3 separate regions of the Sus scrofa genome follow, and regions 2 and 3 are each linked to region 1. The links are chromatin contacts, called in public Hi-C and HiChIP or PLAC-seq maps. All regions are on one chromosome and are shown on one strand. Each heading gives the region's core, a stretch centred on a gene start, on an enhancer-like site or on the middle of the called end of the contact. The rest is flanking DNA. Distances are from core to core; before and after follow the strand shown. Region 1 holds the start of MARCH5 (E3 ubiquitin-protein ligase MARCH5). Region 2 holds the start of TNKS2 (tankyrase-2). Region 3 holds the start of BTAF1 (TATA-binding protein-associated factor 172).

Region 1 (5,152 bases), core at 856-3,355:
ACATGTATCAGAACTTCATTGCTTGTTACCACTTAATAACATTCTATTGTATGAATACACCACACTTGGTTTATCCATTCATCAGATGATGGATATTTGGGTGATTTCCACTTTTGGCTATTAGAAATAATGCTGCTATGAATGTTGGCATACAAGCTTCTGTGTAGACATATGTTTTTATTTTTCTTGTGTAGATGTCAAGGAATGGAACTACTAGGTCAGGTGCTGATCACTTTTTTTTCTTAATAATCACTTTTTAAAATTAAAATATAGTTGATTTACAATGTTGTGCCAATTTCTGCTGTACAGCAAAGTGACTCAGTCATGTATATATACATACACATACATTCTCTTGCTATCACTCTTAAGATGAATAACTTTTTTTTTTCTATTTCAAAGGATTATTTGACACAGCCAGGAAATGGAATTTTCATGAAGATGCTAATATAAACTCTTTTTTTAAAAAAATAAGGTTAATCTGCACACCATTCTGCTATCAATAGAACTGTTATCATATCACTTTCCAATTTGGGATTCAAATAGAAATCTTAAGATGAGGTGAGAACTTCTTTTAGTGTAAATCATGAAATTAAATGGCGTTTGTCCTAACCTATTTAATAGATATTCTAGGATCAAATTCTATTTTTTGAGCAGCATGTATGCATCCATCCTGTGACTGACAATTGCTTAAGAGATAAACACACAGCAAGGGACTTAACACAGTAGGAGTAGCAATAAATAGGCATTCACAATATCAAACACCCTAAATTACTTATTTCTCTCCCCTATCAAGGGCCTGCTTCTCATTTCATGAGAAAAAAGGCGGAAGCATTAATTATAATTAGTCATGTAAATTTCTAAAGCCTTTCATAAAAGTATCTTTCAGAAATTGGAGGCCAAATAAACTTCTAGTCACATGTTATTTTTGTTTTTCTTCCTGGCAATGTACACTCTAGTTCAAATATATTCAGGACGCAAACTTTAAACAGAATTAAGAGCTGATTGTAAAATTCTACGTTAAAAAAAAAAGAGCTTAAAAAACATTTTGATTTGAAGAAAAAAAAAATCAAGCCTCTTGCGGCAGAAATTAGACATAATCAAGGGAAAACTACCAGACGTCGTACCAATCACTGCACTAAAGAACGCCACAGGTCGTCCAAAAGACGCATTCATTTTAACCAACAGCTCCTTTCCTCCCGCCAAAGCTGTCCCTAGAACATCAGAGAACAACCCAAGGAGCGATTTATGATTTTTCCCTTTTGATTCCCCCCCACCTCCATATCCATCCATCCACCTGCCTGGAGGTGTCAAGGCGCCTATAAATGGTTAACAGTGACCAGAAGCAGAGAGAGAAACAAACACCCCTGACAACCCACAGCTGAGTAAGCAAGAGCTGTTTATTCACGAACATGTTCCATTTGGAGACTATCGGAGAGCCCTTGAAAGCCCGGGCACATTTAGAAGGTTCCTAGAGAGGGAGAAAATAATCTTTCCCCCAATCCCACCTCCCCTCTCCCCTCTCCCCCACCCCATCCCCCGGGGCAAACATACACACTCGGGTGGGAACCATCTGGTCACGGCAGCCCCTGTCCTCCTGACCCCTCAGGAATAACACTAGAGCATCCGACCCTTTGCGGGGGTTGTGTAATTCCCCAAAATGGGTTCAGATGCGGCAGAGGCTGGCCCCTGCGCCGAGAGCTTCAGAAGGCGCTTCTGCCACCCCCACCCCCGCCACGGCCCGCCCGGACGCCGCGGCCAGGACTGGGGACCCTGCTGAGAAATGGCTCTTTAGCCCCCACCCCTCACCTGGCTCGGTCCCACCTGAGCGCAAAAGCGGAGAGAAAAGAAACAGGCAGGGAGGGCTGACCTTGATGCTACTGACAGTGGAGCGGCACATCCTGCTGCTTCCTGGAAAGCGGCCCGCAGGACATTTTTCCCCCTGGAGGAAGGAAACGGGAGGGCGCCGGCCGGGCGGCGGCGGGCGCAGCGGCGGTGGTCTGGGCAGGCTGTGCAGCCTCTAGCGGGGACGGTCCGAGGACTACATCTCCCAGGCTGCTCTGGGCCGCCTTGCGTCGTGACCCCGGCGCGCACGGAGGCGGTGACTCTTACCTCACAGAGGTAGCTCCTCCGCCGGCAGCAACTCGGCGCCCGCGGTCCATGGACCGGAACCCCGGGCCGACGGGCAGGAACCCGGGCCGCGATCGCCGCCTCCCCGCCCCAGGCTCCTCCTCCTCGCTCCCCACCGCCTCCTCCGGGCGCCCGCGGGCCGCGCACCGCCACCGCTGGGCTCGCGGAGCCGCCCCGGGAGGCTGGCTGGCGGGTTCGTGGCGGCCGCTGGACTGAGGCCTACTCCGCCGCCTCTCAGTGCTATTGTCCCTGGGCCCGGCCCTGACCGGGCCCACTGGGGAGGCGAGTGCGCCGGCTCAGCGGAAGATGCCGGACCAAGCCCTACAGCAGATGCTGGACAGGTACGGACAACCTTGGGGGAGGACGCGAGCCGCGGACTCTCGCTCCGGCCCTGCCGCGCCCAGCCTCGGGGCTCTTCGGAAGCGGAGCCCGGCGTGCTGGGAGGAGTTCCACGGCCTGGGGGCCGGGTGAGGGGCAGAAAGTTTGGAGCCCATACGTGGGAGAGGACAGAGCGGGTGGCCTGGATGCGTAGACCTAAAGCGAAACTTAAAGAGTGCCGTGTAGTATTGTTCGAACGCCGTTGAGAAGTGAGAGGGGTTCGTATTAACCCACAGAATTAGTTTCTTTTTCTTACTCTTCTCCCCTCCCCCCAAACTTTGTTGTAACGTGTTTGTCAGTGATGTCACTGGCAAGGAGAACCAGACTCTTTTCCTGGGGAGTGATCCCCCTCCAATTTTAATACTTATTCCAAGATAAGCATTGTTTTGGAAAGCCTGATAGGCTGATTACATTTCTCCTAACTCCCCCATCCCATCCCCACCCCAGGCTGTAAGGTCAAGAGTATCCGCAAGGGACTTTAACGGTCAGACCAAAGTAGAGGTTATGGAAAACAGCCATGAGTCCAACCCTGAACACTTAGCATATTTTACTATTCGTTGAGTTCACAGAGCAAGTTTCATCTTATTTTGGGGCCAGCTCCTGGGGGCTCCAGGGGGTAAAATTCTGTGAAATCGGCTGCACCGCCCTCTGCTGTTCATATTCTAGTCCGTGGGTTCTATCAAGAGTTTTTGGGGATCGGTAATCCACATTTCCCCCTAAACCAGGACATAACTTCCCAGCATAGCCAATGCTGCAGGCTAATAATGCATGTTTGGTTGCCTACACCTTTCAGTAGACCACTTGTCCCCTTGTTCAGCATGAGGTACAGCTCTTTGTACTGAGGGAAGGTCCAACTGGAAGGTGTTAAATGAAAGGCCTCGCTTAAATGAGATATACCCAATTAAATGCTGTTTGGATCTGCCCCACCCAGAACACACATCCCCCAAGAGTAGGCCTCCTTCCAAAGTGACAGACGTTTCCTTTGGAGCTTAGAATTTTGAGATGTCTAAGTTGATAGAAATCATGGAACTGACTTGTTTATTAGTTGGGGTGGCCCAGTGATTAATCCAGCCCTTGTTTGATGAGAGCATTCAGGTCTGGTTGGTTGTGTTGACTACTCCCTTCATGTAAGCAGTTTACAACCTCCTGGAAGATGGCAGCTTACTCATTATTTATTTTGAATCCCACATCAGAGCCTGGTACTCAGCAGGTCCTCAGTATATATGTATTTGTTTTTTGAACAAATGCATGAACTTTTTGGTCATTTTCCCCAATTGTCTAGGGGTTTGATAATTTACCATACTCACAAATTTCATAGGATACTGAAATATACCCAGAGAAGTCCACCTTTCTGCCACTGCCAGTTCCAATCAAATGAGACCCTATTCTGGTGCAGGGTATTTTGTAATTAACTTTTTTTTTTTCCTCTGAGGGAAAACCACTTTTATGTAGGTGACTTTTAGTAAACTTTTGTGTCTGACTTTCATATGTTCTTTGGAGATTTCCATAAAAGTTAAAAAAAAAAAAAAAAAAAAAAAAGAAAGAGAGAAAGAAAGAAAAAAGCCAAGAAGTACTAGTGAGGCATTTAAAACATCTCAACAGGAACTTGGAAATTCTGGCAGCATATACTGAAACAAGTGACTGTAATTCTGGCTTCCCTCATCTTCTGTACTTCTTGTATATACCCCAAGAAAGATTCTTAAGATGACATTTAGAGATCTTGATTATCTAATCAGTATTTTGCAACCTGGCCACATGTTAGCATCACCTGAGAAGCATTTTAAAATATGGATGGATTCCTGGCTCTGCCCAAGACCAGTTAGTTTACAAATTTCTGGAGAATGGGACCTGAGCATGTATATTTTCAGACACTTTTCAAATATTTTTTGTGGTTGAAAACCACTACAAGAGATAGTACAGCTGAATGAGATAAGCTTGGGCAGAAATCTTGATGTTCTTATTTTTCTGCTTACCAGCTATGTGACTTTGCACTCAAATTCTAAGGCTCCACATCCTCATTTATAAAATGGCAATATCCTACCTCACCAGATTGTATAAATGAAACATGTTTAAGCACTTTATAAACAATGAAACACTATTCATATGCTGTGCACACAGAAGGTACTTAAAATTCTAGTGTAACCAACCACTGTAGCAATCCCTGCCCCTCCCCCATCCTCTTCATATTTACTATCATCTTAATCTAGGCTGGCCCTACATGCAAATTGAATGCAAAGATACTTAATAGGTTGATTTGAGGAGTACTGATGGGCCCAAGAGAGTAAAATATGTCAACCTATTAGGGCCCAGATTTCTTGTCATGAATTTGGCTTACCCCCAGCTTTTCTTTGGGTGGCAATTTCTGAGGGGCATATTTAGCTAAGAAACTTGCCCTTGTGTTTATTTCTTCAGTGCAACTTCTGTCCTTAAGAAGAGTAAGGAAATGTGTATAGCTATACTGTTCTTTTTCCTCTAGGTTAAAAATATGTTTTATAGTGCTTATTAAACATTTGTGCTTGTTGTATTGGTTTAATATATACTGACAACATTTGCCCAGTGCCATTCTAGGCCCTTGGTATATAGTGGTAAACATAAGCAAAAATGCTCAAATGGAGCTTTAATTCTAGTGAGGTTTGTGTTCCATAAA
Region 2 (5,152 bases), core at 1,733-4,232, 470 kb before region 1:
GTCACCAAAATTTGTATCAGTTCTAAATGTGACTACAGTTGGAGATAAGACCTTTAAAGAGGAAATTAAGGTTAAATGAGGCCATGTGGGTGGCGTCTAATTTAATCTGACAGGTGTCTTTGTATAAAATGAGGAAGCTTGGCCACTTGGACACTGGGGATACCCATGAACAGAGGAGAGGCCAGTGGGATAATGGCTATCTGCAAGTCAAGGAGAGAGACTGAAAGAGAAATCAAACCTGCCAACACCTTGACTTTGGACTTCCAGCCTCAAAAACTGTGGAAAATAAATTTCTGTGGTTTAAGCCACCCACTCTGTTGTATTTTATTACGGCAGCCCTGAGAAATTAATACACCTCATCTAAGTGGAATCATACAGTATTTGTCTTTTTGTGACTGCCTTATTTCACTTAATGTCCTCTAGGTTCATCCATGTTGTAGCATATGACAGGTATCCTTTTTTAAAACTGAATAATAGTCTATTGTATGTATATACCACATTTTGTTGATCAGTTCATCTGATCATGGACATTTGGGTTACTTCTACCGCTTGGCTATTGTGAATAATGCTGCTATGAATGTGGGTGTGCAAATATCTCTTCAAGGCCCTGCTTTCAATTCTTTTGTGCATAGGTCCAAAAGAAGAATGACTGGATCATGTGGTAGTTCTATTTTAAATTTTTTGAGGAAATGTCACATTGCTTTTCTCAGCAGTTGCACCATTTTACAATCCCACCAGGAATGCTCGTTTCCAATTTCTCCATAAATTTCACCAACACTTCTTATTTTCTGTCCTTTTGATAGTCGTCATCCTTATGAGTGTGTGGTATTATCCCACTGTGGTTTTAATTTGCATTTTTCCACTGAGAAATTTAGAAATTTGATACTTTTTAAAATGAGGACTAAGACCTCCTTGAGATACCATTTACACTCCATATGTTGGAAAAAATTAATCAGACAGTATCCAGCATTGATGAGGACAGAGTTTTTTTTAAGACTCCTAAACTCAGCTAGTGTGTCTATTTTAAACAATCTCTTTGAAAAACAATTTGGCTTTACCTTGTAAAGTGAACATTCATTCCTTGTGACTCAGTGATCCCACCCCTGGATAGTCCATTTCCTCAGTGTTTTTCAAAACTTGTGTTACCACTCATTTGTGAGTTCTGTAATCCATTAACTGAAAGTCATAACTAGCATTTTTCTAAACATTGAAGAAATGAATATTGTTTTATTATTTGATGACACTTTTGTTTTATGTATAAGTATGTTTACTGGCTGAAGACACAAAATGCATTTCTTTTTTTTTTTTTTTTTTTTTTTGTCTTTCTTTTGTTGTTGTTGCTATTTCTTGGGCCGCTCCCGCGGCATATGGAGGTTCCCAGGCTAGGGGTTGAATCGGAGCTGTAGCCACCGGCCTACGCCAGAGCCACAGCAACGCGGGATCCGAGCCGCGTCTGCAACCTACACCACAGCTCCCGGCAACGCCGGATCGCTAACCCACTGAGCAAGGGCAGGGACCGAACCCGCAACCTCATGGTTCCTAGTGGGATTCATTAACCACTGCGCCACGACGGGAACTCCACAAAATGCATTTCTTATACTATAGGCAGTGGTCAAAATGTCTGCCTCTCATTTTAAATACTTGTACATGTGCACCAGAAGAATGCATAGGAATATTCATAGCACTCTTGTTCATAACAAAAAATTGGAAAGAAACCAAATGGCAGCATTGTAAATTTGAGCACATTCCCAAGCAAAAACTGAATTTGCCGAAAAAGAGGTTAAGAAATTCAGGGGAGGGGGAATATGCTTGCCTGCATTGCAAAGGTCAATATGTATCCCTTTACGTTTGCATTATCTTTCTTTTTTTTTTTTTTTTTTTTTGTCTTTTTGCTATTTCTTTGGGCCACTCCCGCGGCATATGGAGGTTCCCAGGCTAGGGGTCGAATTGGAGCTGCAGCCACTGGCCTACGCCAGAGCCACAGCAACACAGGATCCGAGCCGCGTCTGCAACCCACACCACAGCTCACGGCAACGCCGGATCGTTAACCCACTGAGCAAGGGCAGGGACCGAACCGCAACCTCATGGTTCCTAGTCGGATTTGTTAACCACTGCGCCACGACGGGAACTCCTATCTTTCTTTTAAAAGTTTCCTAAGACTAAGGTATAGAGTACGGGATGATCATGAACAGCTGCATCAGTACCTTAGGCGTGAGAATTAATAATGTGCTTTTCTTGCTTCCATAGTAAAAAAAAAAAAAAAAAAATCACAATTCATTAAACTGTCAGCAATGTGTATACCCAGGATAAGCACACCTCAGCCAAATCAACATAATATTGATTTATGATGGGCCCTTCAATTAGTCCCGAGCTAATAACTAAGGGAAAAGTAATTAATCTGAGCAATGCCTCTCCGTTATTAATTTATACTTGGAACAAACTTTCATCGCTTTCCTAATTTCCTAAACGATCTGGGGGCGGTTCATCCAAACTTCCCATCAAGCAAGTCATTCATTTCCGAGAAGTGGCTCACAAAAAACAACAAAATAGCAGTTGCCGGGGCAGGGAGAAGGTTGGGGAGGTGGGGGTTGGGGGAGCACAAAAACAAACCAAACCAGAAAAGAAACCCTCAAGGAGAAAGTGATTGTGGAAGCTGAAAAAAATGGAACATTTCCTCATAACAAGTCCAAAATAATATGTAAGATCGGAGAGAAAACTTTCGAGAGTTCTTTCCAGTGTTGTAGCAGTAAGGAAATTCAGACCAGGAAATCCATTCTTTAAACAGAGACAATAAGCAGAATTGTTCGACTCCATCAAAAGCCACCACAAAGATGGCGGTGGGACGAAGCCCCTTCTTCTCCCGCGGCCGGAGGCTCTCGCCTCACATTTCCCACAAGCCCCTCCGCGCGGCCTGGCTCTCCGAAACCCAGCCGGCCGCTCTGCCGCCACTGCGCACGCGCGGCACGACGTCACGTGCGCTCCCGGGCTCAGCAGAGCTGGCAGGAGGGGCCTTGCCAGCTTCCGCCGTCGCGTCGCTTAGTGTCTCAAACGGCGGGTTCGCTGTGCCTCCGCCGTCTCAGGGCAGCCAGGGGTCGTGGGGCTGGGCGAGGGGTGCGCGGCAGCGCGGCCATGGGACTGAGTCGAGCCCGGTGACAGCAGGGAGTCAAGCGGCCCGGGCCCTGAGCTCCTCTCCTCCCGGGGCCCTCGCCCTCCTGCTCGCGGGGCCGGGGCTCCTGCTGCCGCTGCTGGCGCTGCTGCTGGTGGCGGCGGCGGCCAGGATCATGTCGGGCCGCCGCTGCGCCGGCGGGGGCGCGGCCTGCGCGGGCGCGGCGACCGAGGCGGTGGAGCCGGCCGCCCGCGAGCTGTTCGAAGCGTGCCGCAACGGGGACGTGGAGCGAGTCAAGAGACTAGTTACGCCCGAGAAGGTGAACAGCCGCGACACGGCGGGCAGGAAGTCCACGCCGCTCCACTTCGCCGCAGGTAACCCAGGCCATTGCCGCCTCGACTCGCCCCAGACCCCACCTGCGCACCCAGGCTCGCAGGCCCCAAAGCAGACATAATGCTCCTCTGACCCCGGCCTTTCCCATAGGACCCCGGTCCCATTCATCTCGATGTTGTCGAATGGGAACTGAGGAAATGGGGGTAGGGGAGTAGGGGCGAGCGTGCTGAACTCACTGGAAGTTTTGTTTTTGTTTTTGCTTTGTTTTGTTTTGTATCGACAATACCTGTACCAACTTCCGGTCTTACTAACCTGAAAGGCCTTGTACACACAGAGTAAGAGATGTAATAGACCTTGTGATTTTAAAGGCCAGTTAACTGTAAAATCTATCGTTCTTGCACGTTCCACTGTAACACTTAACAATCCTTTGATATACAATCTTAAAGGCTTTTATAAAACGCAGGAGTGTAATTCAAGAAGAGTAGCTTAATTGACCATTGACACATTACCCTTAATGAGTTTATCAGGGTAGCAAGTTTCTAGAGAGACTAGAACTGGAAATAGTCAAGTTTGGGAGAACTGAGATCTGACTTAGGCTGGGTGCGATTGGGTAGTCCCTGCCAGACTCAACTTAGGGTGGAAAGTAGAATGAGAGGAAAGACGGTGCAGGTTCTCTAGCTTGGATTTAGAATTTAAATTGGTACTAGCCTCGCCTCATTCTGAGATTTAGATTGTTTGAAGTACTTTATTTTAATTTTTGCTAGGTTCACTTTGTAATATAAGCTTTTTAAATTTAATTGAAAAATTAAAAAATTAAAGATGAAACAGCTCATTTCTACAAGGCATTTATGCTTTTCTTTTTGAGGAAAGATCGTGATTATCCTCAAGGGAGCCATGCACGATTAAAAGTGGGAATAGAGTGTCATACTTCCGTTAGTCCTGGTTTTTCATTTTGGGTATTACATGCTTGTTTAAAATAATTTTTTGAAAAAGCAGAACTATATGTTTTAAAGCACTGTTTTTTGGAGTAGGAATGATGTGCAGAGAAGGAAAGATTTCCGTATTCACAGACATTGTTGGGCTCCCACTGAGAAGCCTTTTAAGGGAGAAGATTTAGGAGGCCATTGGTGGGAGAAGTAGAAACAAGACTGTAGGCAGCAGAAAGGGAATGGGGAAGAATTCTAAAATCAAATCTCCTTTTTCACCATTTTGCCTAAAATTTTGGTGATCAGTGCTGCCTTTCCTCAGCTAATTTGGATTGTCGTTTTTGTCCATGTAGTCAACATTTAAACAACTGATTTGGCAAACTTTCATACCCAACTGATACGTAATCCAAAGGGTAGTGTTACTTAGATTCTGTTCACTTGATCTGTGGGATAAAAATAACCAAGGAAGATCTTAGTTGCTACCTTTCAAGAATTTGTTGTATTAGTGAGTTCATCTCTGAAAATAGTAATATTTGGAGGTTTAAGGTTATGGATTAGCTTCTGATTGACCTTGTTCCTCCCAACCTTCCCACCCTCAGTTCTGTCCCAGCATTTCAAAGTACTTTTTAATGTAGATTTCATGTAGTTTGGTCAGACTGAAAAGGAGAATTTTATTTTAGGAACCAACTCACCCATCATAATTTACCACATACAGGTTAAAAGATTAAGAATTTATGGTATAGGAGTTCCCGTTGTGGCTCAGTGGTTAACGAATACGACCAGGAAC
Region 3 (5,152 bases), core at 1,537-4,036, 340 kb before region 1:
GCTGCCCTAGAAGATGTTGGGGTGAAACATAATACAAGGTATCTAAATGGGATTACTTTCCAAATCTAAAGAAAGCTAAATTCAGAAAATCATCCAACCAGGGTCTCAGATAAGGGTTGTGTACCAGTACTATTATTATCCCCCTTTCACTGATGAGGATATGGCAATGTAGAAGTGATTTGCTTAAGGTTACATAGTTAAAAAAAAGAACACAATGTAGCTAATAATGTTTTTTGAGTGCTTGTTTTTGTAGTCACTTGGTTAAATGCTTTAAGTTCATCACCTTATTTAATCCTTACCACAACTATGAGGTACTGTTATTGTCCTCATTTCTCAAAAGGAACTGAAGCTTAGAAAGGTTACACAACTCCCCCTGGACACACAACTTTTAAGCGCGGTGAGGAAGGATTTAAAAACAAGTCATTCTTGGAGTTCCCTTGAGATGCAGTGTGTTAAGGATCCAGCATTGCCACTGCAGCAGCTGGGGTCATTGCTGGGGAGTGGGTTTGATCCCTGGCCTAGGAACTTGCACATGCTGTGGGTGCGGCCAAAAACAAAACAAAACAAAACAAAAAGCGCCCCCCCCAAATAACCCAAAGTCATTCTGACTTCAATATATTTGATTATTATACCATACCTTACCAAGGTATAACACGAGCTTTCCTCTATTCTATATGTCATTTAGAACTATATATCTGATTATCTCCTGGATATTACAGTATCCCCCCCTCTTTTTGGCTGCCACATGGCACATGGAATTCCCAGGGCAGGGATCAGATCTGAGCCACAGTTGCCGCCTGAGCTGAAGCAGTGGCCACACAGGATCCTTTAACCCACCATGCTAGACGGGGAATCAAACCCACATCCTGGTGCCACAGTGACACCACTGATCTGTTGTGCCACAGCAGAAACTCCAGAGTATTTTTTTTTAATTTTTTTATGGCTTCACTGGAGGCACATAGAAGTTTCCAGGCAAGGAATTTTATTTTATGTATGTATTTATTTATTTATTTAGTTTATTTATTTATTGTCTTTTTAGGGCCGAAGCCAAGGCATATGGAGGTTCCCAGGCTAGGACTGAATCAGAGCTACAGCTGCCAGCCTACACCACAGCCACAGCAAAATGGGATACTAGTCAGGTTCGTTTTCACTGTACCACAACGGAAACTCCTGGTTTATTCTGAAGCCCTCATTTCTAGTATGAGGTGTTTAGCATGTGGTGGGTACTTAATTTTGGCTGAATAAATGAATATAGTGTGTAATCAGTAAATGTACCTGCTTGTTAGTTTCAGTGGTGGTAGATGAACTGAGAAGGCAGGTGGGAGGAGGCTGTGATATGCCAAGATATTAGAACATCAGTTTGGAATTCCCACTGTGGCACAGTGAAAACTAATCTGACTAGGAATCATGAGGTTGCAGGTTTGATCCCTGGCCTCGCTCAGTGGGTTAAGGATCCGGTGTTGCTGTGAGCTGTGGTGTAGGTCACAGACGTGGCTCAGATCTTGTGTTGCTGAGGCTGACAGCTGTGGCTCCAATTTGACCCCTAGCCTGGGAACCTCCATATGTCGTGGGTGTGGCCCTAAAAAGGAGAAAAAGAAAAAAAGAAAAAAGAACATCAGCTTAATCAGATTTTTGTCTAATTGCATAAACAGTGCCTAACAGAGTGTCTGGTATAGAGCAGGGACCAAACTAATATTTGCTGAGTGAATGAACAGTAAATATTATTACTAGCTTGGATGTCAGGCAAATTACCAACTTAGTTTTCCCACCTATAAAGTGAACATTAATACTTTCTTTACAGGATTGGCCTACAAATTATGTGAGATAACGCATGCCAAATGATTAGCACACAGTAGGTTCTTAAGTTAGTTTCTTTCCCTTTATGGTCTATAAACTCTTGTAAACTCTTGTAGATACATGACATCATTTTATTCCTATAGTAATTCTCATTAGCTTCATTTTACAGATGAGAAAGACTCAGGGATTGAGGCATAGCCTCTTCAGGTAATGAGTAGTCAATGGACAAGTTTTATGACACGATAAAAGCAGTGTTTCTTGAAGACTAATCTGTTGGAGGCCTGAAAGATTAGCTCAATTGAAGAAGTTGGAAAAATATCCCTTTGACAATTATTATAAAAATCAGGTTTAAGATAAGGGCCTGCACCAGGTGACAGAGAAATGTTTAAAAGACTAATAAGTTAAGCAATTGAATAGATGCATAAGCAAATAAATATAAACATAAATGGCTGAGAATTTTCAAATCTGATGAGAAAATGACGGGACCAAAAAGAGAAACAATTAGGAAACCAAACTTGGCAAAATGGCTGGCAGAAGACCTTTCCTCCAGTGCCCATGCAGAACATATGGCAGGAATATGGCAAACATTTGGGCCGTGTCTTCAGAAGTACCGTCGCAGATCTTTCTGGATTTCACCCTTCCCTCTGGCACTGCCACCCGGACTAGAGAGTTCTCTGGTCCCTCGGATATTGCTTTCTCTAGGAAAATCCGGTGGGACAAAAATGGGGCTGGAGGAATCAGAAACATAGGTTTTGAACTTCCAGAACCCGGGCTACAGAGTCTTTTTTCCTTTTTTAGAAAATTAAGGGGACTCTTACTTCTCCTCTCCTGCCTCCTCTGAAGACTAACAATCCCCTTCTGATGGGCACCACGAGCTAGTTCGCAGGCGCGCGCCGCCGGGGGAAGCCTCTCGCACTCCTTTGGCTCAGCGGCCAAGCGGAAACCCTCGCGGGGGCTGACGTCACTTCCGGCGCGCTGACGCTCAGTCCGGCGTGCCGACGCCTACGTCAGCAAAGAGCGGGGCTGGGGGCACCCGGTTTGAAGTCGTGCGGGTCGGAGGACTGCCGCCTCCGACTCTGTCTCAGACCTTTGCGCCCCGGCCGCGGTGGGTACGAGCTCGGGTAGGCGGCGGGGCAGATGCCCGAGGGCCCGCGCCAGGACGCCCCTCGCCGCACTGGCCGCTCCCTTTTGCTTCGGGGCCTGGGCCTGCGCCGCTCTGCTCTCTGGAAACTAGCGCCTCCGCGGCGCCGCGGGTCGCTCGCGGCGAGCTCCGAACCGCCGGCGCCCGGCCATGGCGGTCTCCAGGTAAGTCTAGCTCTTCCCGAGCCGACGGTAAATCGGCCCGGCCGAGGCACAGTCTCCTCTCGGTGCACCCACTCCTAGAAAGGAGCGGTTCCCATTGTCACTGGGCTCGGGCGCCTTCCTCCCCACACTCAGGAGTTTTCCCCTTGGTCTGCGAGGGTTTTGGCTCTGGTTACTTCTCCTAAATCGGTTAAAAAAACGTCTCTTTCTTGTTGAATACAGCCTTTGGCACGTTAGAGCTAGTTTTTCTCTTTCCTCACCATGTTTCTCATCTGTGGTTTCTCTTCCCTCTTTCAGTTCTAGGAGAGTCTCTTCTCTTTCATAGTATTCTAAGGCCGATCCCTAACCTCCATTTCACGGGAAAACTTGGTAGTAACTGTCGACGTCGGGGAGGTTTGAGTTACTATTATCCAAATGACCTTTTAATTATGTGAAAATTTTTTCTTTACGTCTTTAGGGATATGTTCTTTCCTTGGGACTTTTTTTTTACAATACAAAATAATTCTTCCTTTTGTTTGGCAGTACCTACTCGATCGTCAGCGTTGTAATCTGTAGCAAATTATTGAATCGGCATCATCTTCTTAACCAAGGCGCGAAAGATGGATCGCAAATCTTAAATTATTTTAAAGTGATGCCCATCAGTAGCAAAGTCTAGGAAAACTGTAGGAAAACCAGCAAGACATTTATTTGTATAGCTATAGGAGGAACTTCTTTCCTCCAGTATTAAAGAATGGTGGGAATACATTTTGGCAGAGGCTCGATGTTAGTGGGCATATGGACATGTAAATAGGGGATAGTCTTTCTCAGAGCAGTCAGAAAGATTGAGCAAGTTTATTGTTAGTTTTCATGAGTAGTTTTCTACCACATAGACTGAAGGGGGAAATGATGACAGTTCAGAAAACATCGTTTTTATTCATTTTTCATAGTTGAGCACATTCCTATTTTGCAAGTGAAAAGATAACCCATCCCTTGCATACTCTCCAGATAAATTATGAAAGAGCGTGTGGGAGAAACACATGAGAATTGGGTTGCAAGATAACTGTAGCAGGGGCATCCAAGTTTTATTTCATAGATTAGTTGAATTCATTAATGTGAGGAGGTTCTTATTTTGTGATTTATAAAAATACCTTGAGAGAATACAAGTAATGTTTTCAGTTTTTGCAAATACAGGAAGGTGTATATTTTAATTGGTTGCCTATAATGTGAATATATAGATATATATGTTATAAACACATTGATACATAAACTTAATATGGAATTCTGTTTATAAGATGATACAGTGTTTAAAGGAATGAGCAGCTCTTGAAATTTCCTTCTTGTGCAGATTGAATATTTTCGTAGTACTAGATGTAGTGACAAAATGAAAGTTGTATAGCAACAAAATGAAAGTTTAGGAGTTCCCGTCATGGCTCATGGGAAATGAATCTGACTAGGATCCATGAGGACACAGGTCCGATCGCTGGCCTCCCTCAGTGGGTAAAGGATCCGGCGCTGGTGTGAGTTGTAGTGTAGGTCATAGACTTGGCTTGAATCTGGCATTGCTGCGTCTGTGGTGTAGGCCAGCGGCTACAGCTGCAGTTGGACCACTAGCTTGGAACCTCCATATGCCGCAGGTGCAGCCCTAAAAAAAAAAAAAAAAAAAAAAAAAGCCAAAAAAAAAAAAAAAAAGAGTTTAAAGAGTGCCTAATCTGCTTCTGCTTCTATTTGCAGAAGTTTAGAAACCTGAATTACTGAATGAATGAGTGGGTTTTGAAAGCAGCTGCTTTATATTCTTGACATTGGATTTCAAAGGGTAGTACTCTTTTTTCTGTAGATCTTTTTTATTTAGCTTGCCAAAATTATATTAAATTCTACCTTAAAAAGAAAGCCTGTCATGGTTTTATAAAAGAGCTGGTCCTGTGCTTATTTTGGTAATATAATAGGTTCAAGGAAAACACTTCTGAGACACTTTCTGGTTTGGGGATAACTGCCAGGCCTTGACTTTTTCATCTGAAGATTCACTTTGAATAGCAAACTTTAATTTTAAGCAGGCTTTCTCCATGCACTGAGCACA

Evidence for each region. A called contact is a pair of places that touch in the nucleus more often than the background predicts. HiChIP or PLAC-seq counts read pairs in DNA pulled down with a chosen protein or histone mark.
Region 2: an H3K27ac HiChIP or PLAC-seq map of alveolar macrophages shows a contact between it and region 1. The contact joins the promoter of TNKS2 here to the promoter of MARCH5 in region 1. A contact is called at or near these places in 1 of 47 Hi-C or Micro-C datasets (heart right ventricle) and 2 of 2 datasets of contacts at active chromatin or transcription factors (alveolar macrophages and skeletal muscle).
Region 3: a Hi-C map of liver shows a contact between it and region 1, with 5 times the contacts expected there. The contact joins the promoter of BTAF1 here to the promoter of MARCH5 in region 1. A contact is called at or near these places in 2 of 47 Hi-C or Micro-C datasets (embryonic fibroblasts and liver) and 2 of 2 datasets of contacts at active chromatin or transcription factors (alveolar macrophages and skeletal muscle).

The regions. Positions count from the first base shown.
Region 1 is chr14:103,869,203-103,874,354 of Sscrofa11.1, forward strand. MARCH5 (E3 ubiquitin-protein ligase MARCH5) reads left to right here and starts at 2,106. Exons shown (of 6, transcript XM_001927572.5): 1 at 2,106-2,468. The coding sequence starts at 2,434. It overlaps CPEB3 (cytoplasmic polyadenylation element-binding protein 3), which reads right to left and starts at 2,043. Exons shown (of 12, transcript XM_021073494.1): 1 at 1,868-2,043.
Region 2 is chr14:103,393,442-103,398,593 of Sscrofa11.1, forward strand. It overlaps TNKS2 (tankyrase-2), which reads left to right and starts at 2,983. Exons shown (of 27, transcript XM_001926556.7): 1 at 2,983-3,480. The coding sequence starts at 3,282.
Region 3 is chr14:103,527,960-103,533,111 of Sscrofa11.1, forward strand. BTAF1 (TATA-binding protein-associated factor 172) reads left to right here and starts at 2,787. Exons shown (of 38, transcript XM_003359291.5): 1 at 2,787-3,102. The coding sequence starts at 3,089.